Linked DNA regions of Sus scrofa: region 1 is linked to region 2. Evidence: chromatin contacts called from public HiChIP or PLAC-seq data. All regions are on one chromosome and are shown on one strand. Each heading gives the region's core, a stretch centred on a gene start, on an enhancer-like site or on the middle of the called end of the contact. The rest is flanking DNA. Distances are from core to core; before and after follow the strand shown.

Region 1 (3,267 bases), core at 565-3,064, 180 kb after region 2:
CAAAACCCACCAAGACCAGGGAGGAAAGATACAGACCAGAATATGTTAATTACAGTGTGCTTCCTTTGAGAAAGATGGAAAGTAACCTATCACAATTCCCTGAATGTGCTGAAATACACCTGTGATTCATCCGGCCTTTTTCTTCAGAACAGCTGATGTTATGTAAAATCCCTTACACTTGTGGCAGAAGGTCATGTCGTCACATATTTCATCATCCCCGAAAGAGCATAAACTGCTTCCAGACGCCTTTAAGAACTCTCTTCAGATTCTCTTTATCATTCATCTACTCCTTCATTCAAAAACTATTTATGTTTTTGATGTTCAAAGTGTTTCTTGAACACCTACCATATGAAAGGCAACAGATCATGTTCTAAAGGGTTTTGTTTGGTAGGAAATTGTATAGTAAAGAATCTTGGGACCAATATTCCACATAGGGAGAAAAACACAAATATGAAGACTGAAAGGAGTGCTGAACAAAAATCAGAAGAAGGAAAGTTTTTTTATTATTATTTTTTAAAAGTTAGTTAACTTTCAATATTGTTACTGGTTTCAAGTTTATGGCATAGTGGTTCAGGATTTTTTTGCCAATTTTACACAAGGTTGGTTTTATTATGCCAATGGTTGACAGTATTAATCTGGACACTGTGAAATCCAGGGTAAAGTTGCCCCTACCTAGTAACTGAGGAAGCCCTTTTGCAAACCCTCACTGCATTCTTATCAAGATCTAACTTGAAGGACAAGTTGAAGTACCTTTTTTAAGTTGTGTAGATCTGAAAAATTTTATGCTGAAACCATCATCGCCCAAACTTGAGGGACAGGTTTTGCCAATTTAAAATACCTGTGGATCACCCAGAGGGCAATGTCTTATAGGAGAGAGCTGGGGTAGAGGTAAAGATGTGGGAGTAATGAACCAAGGCCTGAGTTGGGCTGGGATATTAACAGACCTTTGAGGATTAATGGTCAGATTGATCACTCCTTTGATTCTCTGTGCTTTGTCATCACGTGTCCTAAAAATAGTCTTTTTATGAAATTCTTTCAGTCTTGGCTAGATCTCTCCAAACTTCAGTCCAAAAGCTAACGGTATCCCTTTACCCACAAGCAGCAGACACACCAGCTTTGTGAGGGTCATCAGGAAAGATGATGGCCATCCATCTTTGTAGGAATATTTTTCCTGTCATATGTATTTGGAATTTAGCTAGGCAGGAGCAAATTCCAAGTTCCCATAATCCATTCAGTCTGAGCCACATATGTCTTAATATCCAAATCCATTGCCTTGAGTCTCATGATTTTACTATATGAGTTTAGATAAATCTCTTTGGATTGCAAAACTTGTGCTCTTTAAAACAGATTCTACCTCTTTTGAGTATAGACAGAAATGGTGCCTGGTCTAGAGTCAACCATTACAAAAGGTGGTCTTGAAATAAGAAAGATAGGAAACAGATATCTTTTGTATTTGTTATCATTTGAACCATAGTACTCTTTGAATCAACTTATTACCTCAACAGTTCCTTTTTTTGCTACCAAAGAGACTAATTCTGGGTAACACAAACCTTGTGTGCAATTGAGCCCCATGTGTTTGAATCAGGACAGAGGCACATTATTCAAACAGTCTCCTGCTCCATCTGGGTAAAGCTTTGGCTAAATTAATACAATCAGGTGTCAGACCTACACAAAACTGGTAAATATGTGTGACTAGTTACTGTGGTGAAAGGAACACAATTAGTTTCTGAGCTGAGCTTTACAGACATCTGGACCAAGACTGAAAGAGTTTCATAAGATCATGATTGGAGACTGGTTATTTTTAGAATGCATATGGTCACAACATTCTCTAGGGACTCTGTTCTGTTTTACTAGAATACAGGTCATCCATCTTTGCTTGTAATGAATCAGTTTAGAGTTGGAGATCTTAGTTTTCCTACAATGAATACTTTGAAAAAGATTTTGAGCTAAAACTTCTTTTGAATCCCTAATAAGATAAAAGAGTTAACACAGTTCTCCTTGGGTAACCTGCTTCCTACAAGAGGGGATGGGGGGTCAAGCACATTAAGTGCATGTATCAAGTGTGATTATCTGAAGGAAAGGGATTACTCAAACAGGGCAGCATCTACTTAATTAGAATAATACGTCTGTTCCCTGGGTGTTGCTTAGTTGTAGATGACTACTGAACTGGTTAAGCAATTTTTAGTACAGCTCGTACCAGACTCAAAGCAGCTGCTTTCAATTCTGACTTCTGCTTACATAAGCAGACTGTCATGTACTTTGGATTTCAGACCCTAAGTTCTTTATTCCTGGAGGGACAAGTAAAAGAAAGACTATAAACAGCTTTATTTTTAGGACTACATCTGTGTGTGTGTGTGTGTGTGTGTGTGTGTGTGTGTGTAAGAGATACTCAGAACTACAAAAGGAAAATACCATTTCTGAGAGTCAATAAAATAATTCTGTCTACTCCATTAATTTGACACTTGCCATAAATACCAGGTAAAGCTTGCTCCTGTTAGCCTTCATTATCCCCTAAGTCAAGCACTAATCATTATTCTTATCTTTCATTCACCAGGGAGTTGGTGCCTTAATTTAATTTTCACCCTTAGCAATTTTGGGAAAAATAAAAAAAAAATGAAATGTAGACAAATCATTATGACTGGGCCAGTAGAAACTAAAGAATATGTCCAAGTTGTGTTATTTTTCACATAGATAAGAGTAGACTCTAGGAGCAAAGTATTGTCACATAACTATGCAACAAGGTCAGATTAGGGAAAAATGAAAAACAATTAGAAATGAAGAGAGGATGCCATTTAAAAGAACTGAGAAATGTTGGATATCAACTGCCATATTTCTAGTCTCATGCAGTGGTTATAGTCAACTGTCCTTTGGGGTTGAGTCTAATATGTGCCTGTTTCTTGCATTATTGGTTTTTAAATCTTACTTTCAAATCACAAAGTCAAAAGGAAAAATGAAGTGAATATGTCAGGAGTTGTTGTTGCCGAGCTAATGGAAATGTGAAAGGTGTTTCTGCACAGAGAATATTGATTGACAGTAAATGATGGTGTAAATCCCATGGTGAATTTTTAAGACTGAAGAGCTGATGAGATCTGACCTTTGATTTGCAAATGAATAAATTGAGGTCCCAAATGGTAAACTGACTTGTCTAGGGTCATACATACAGTGCTTTACCTTGATTAAATGCTAGTCATTTTTCCATACTAATATATTCCTTTGGAATTGTATAATTCATTCAGTCATGCATTCAGAGTTTATTCAACAAACATT
Region 2 (3,245 bases), core at 355-2,854:
TAATCTATCAGTGCGTATTAAAGAGGGCCAAGATGAAACCCAGGATTATGCAAAAGGCGCTGGCCAAGAATTTTCGTAGTCCAGCCATATAGGGATAGGTAAAGGGGGCCAAGAGAGAGCCAGAATAGGTGTAATTTGTACATTCTTTCAAATAAAAATCTAATATTTATTGATAGTTTATTATGTGCTCAACTTTGTATGTATTCTTATTTTTTTACTCACTGTAGCCCAAATCAGTGTTGTGTGGAATCTCATACTGAAATGAATATACTGAGGCTTAGAGATACGTTGCAAAAGGCTCTACAAAAAGAGGTTGGCTAACATTCTTAACCTCTATGCTGTATTTTTAGATGACAGTTTGGTATTATATATTTTTTTAATTAAAATCTTATGTACTATTTGTCTAGCACTTCTAAGATTTAAAGACATAAAAATGGATAAGTACAAAATATATCTACAAGGTTTTAGAAACTTTTATAGTATTGAAATTATTTTTATTGTATCAAGTATAGTTGATTTACAATGATTTATAATGTACCAATTTCTGCTGTACAGCAAAGTGACTCAATTATATATATGTATATTCTTTATATTATTTTCTATCATGGTCCATCCCATGAGACTGGATATACTTATGTGTGCTCTACAGTAGGACTTTGTTTATCCTTTCTAAATGTAATAGTTTGCATCTACCTATCCCATATCCCCAGTCCATCCCTCTCTTTCACTTTGCATGAAAATCTCTAGTTGCACCCATGTTGCTGCAATTGAAATTCTTAATATTACAGAATCAGGCTTCCACAGAAGTTTATTTACTATGAGCCTGCTTGGGAGTCTCCAAAAGAATGGGAAGCTGTTTCAGTGAGGATCAAGTTAAGAAGGAAGGGGAAAGAAGCATTGCTACTGTCCTGCTTTAGCAGATCTGTTCCAGATGCCATCACAACTCTAGCAGATGTTACCTCTGTTGTAATGAACAACCTCCTGTAACATTTTCTTTCTGTACTTAATTCAAAGCCCCAGGTTCTAAATCCCAGGAGAGAGTCTCCAACTGACCATATTTAGGTCAGATGGCAATACCTGGCTGTTGAACCAGGAGAGATGATTTCTATTCTATAGCCTCTGTAAAAAAAGACAGTCTCCTAGAATTTTTTCCCCCTAAGACTTAAAACAATGGAGAAGAGTAATTTTGCTAATTGGAAATTAGAGTACTACTGGGGAGAGAGAAAGAAGCTGGGAAGACCAAAAATAATAAAGGGACAAATGGACACAGACTACTTTAAAATGGAAATATCCAGTAATGGAAAATTGATGGATTAATTTTATCAATTTAATAGAAAACAAATGAGCGATTAAAAATGAAGTAGTGGAAGACTATTTCTTAACATTGAAGGATAACCATGATATACTGATAAATTAAAATTAAATGAAAATAAAAGCAGTATGGAATATATGAATCCTTTCTTGTAAATATACACACAAAGTCACAAATATGCATTACTTTATGAGGAATTAGGAAACAATAATTCTGAGTGCAGCTAAGTACTTTCCTAACGCTGCTTGGCTGCCTTTTCTTGTTAACAATTTCTACTTCCTTTTCTCATGACGTCTTTACTAGGTCTCCCAACACTTATCAGTTCCAGTTAATCTGTGGTGGAGAGAAGGGGTGTGTGTGTGTGTGTGTGTGTGTGTGTGTGTGTGTGTGTGTGTGTGTCTTCTAGAATTATAACTTTTATCTTCCCTTTGTCATTTGTTTTGTGTATTTATGTGCCTGAGTAAATAGGTAAAGAGGCTGATTTAGGTCATGTAGACTGTGCCAGGAAATCATTTGAGAATCATTAAATAAGAATGATCATTGTCTGATTTGAAATAATTGGGAAATTTGGGTGGTTCTAATTTCTTTGTTTACTTCATGAATTTGCATTATTTTCTCTATGAGGGAGAAGCAATCATACTGTTCATTGAACTTAAAGAAGTACTAAGAAAATGAATAAGAACATCTGTAAAATATGTTATGTGTTTTAGGCAAATTTTATTATAAAAGCATTAGATAGTAATGATTAACATTGCTAATTTTCCAGCATCTAATTTATAGCCATTGTGTTTGAAATACCTATTTGTTTTGAAAACATATCTGAAAAGAGTTTGAGACACAATCTGACAATTCATGTGAAATCATGCTGATGTTTGGTGAATGGTTCTTCTAAGGCAGTCCAACCTATTAACCACTGCAATGTCTCATCATCTAAATGTCACCCCCACCATGCTGACATGTGATTTGTAGTTGTCTAGGTGTATGATTAGTGTAAAGAATTATTTGTTTGGAGTAAATGTAAATTTGAGCCTTCTTGCTCTCCCTGGTCAGCTGAGAATGATCTAATTCACACACAGACTTCCTTAGTTAGTGCACCATAAGTTGTTCCAGAAGTTATAGCTAAGCAGATTTTGAAGTAGAGCATGATGTTAATGAGGTCAGGAAGATGGACTTTATAGTCCGGTTTGCTTTGTCATGTTCCTATTCCAAGTGCCTTAACTCCATATAATTATTTGTCACATATATAGTTATTCTATACTATATAGGGTTGAAGTTTACCTATGGATTAGAGGAAATCAAGTACCTACAACGGAAGTAAGCAAGATGCATATTATCTTCTTTATGTGAAGTGCAAAGCATTTTATGAAACAAACCATTCAATAATTTTGAAAAAATTATTTTCTTACAAAATATAATGTTGACTAAGAAATGACAATTTAAACAATTTCACTTTTAAACATATTAGGAAACACTTAATGATCAAAAATCTAGGAGTGCTGAAATCTCACTTGGGCCATATATTACTTATCTGCTTGGAAGTAAGACAGAGTCAACATCTCAGAAAAATTGCTCTTTTCTCCTTTGTAATTTGATTTCACACCCTCCCTAATAACACATCGCAGGAGAATAAAATCATGTTAATGTTTTGAAAATTTGTAATTAAAATAGCAAGGACAAATGAGATTGATTTCCACTCATTTTTGGTATATTTCACATAGTGTTTTCAGTCTATTTTTTAAAAAAGGGGCATCTTTTAGGAACACTGTGAAATAAAATCACAGAACACATATGTTATATACTTGAAACAATTAGATGGATTAAGCAGGGCACTGAAGCAATAATGTGTAACTATATGTTTCTTTTCCATCTGCATAAATTAATATGTATGTAAATGTATTATAATCATGAGTCAAATATTTGTACCATCTAGAGT

The links. HiChIP or PLAC-seq counts read pairs in DNA pulled down with a chosen protein or histone mark.
Region 1: a contact with region 2 is called in an H3K27ac HiChIP or PLAC-seq map of alveolar macrophages. The contact joins two enhancer-like sites. A contact is called at or near these places in 1 of 47 Hi-C or Micro-C datasets (embryonic fibroblasts) and 1 of 2 datasets of contacts at active chromatin or transcription factors (alveolar macrophages).

Annotation. Positions count from the first base shown.
Region 1 is chr13:179,540,952-179,544,218 of Sscrofa11.1, forward strand. No RefSeq gene overlaps it. Among named protein-coding and RNA genes, the nearest start is that of SAMSN1, 33 kb to the left of the region's middle. Within about 2 kb of position 1,815, at least 24 of the 83 cell types and tissues checked have an H3K27ac peak or open chromatin away from gene starts, as enhancers often do. A contact at or near this core is called in alveolar macrophages, where this site is marked.
Region 2 is chr13:179,357,392-179,360,636 of Sscrofa11.1, forward strand. All of the region lies in intron 1 of LOC102161811 (a long non-coding RNA gene), which reads left to right. Among named protein-coding and RNA genes, the nearest start is that of HSPA13, 38 kb to the left of the region's middle. Within about 2 kb of position 1,605, at least 4 of the 83 cell types and tissues checked have an H3K27ac peak or open chromatin away from gene starts, as enhancers often do. A contact at or near this core is called in alveolar macrophages, where this site is marked.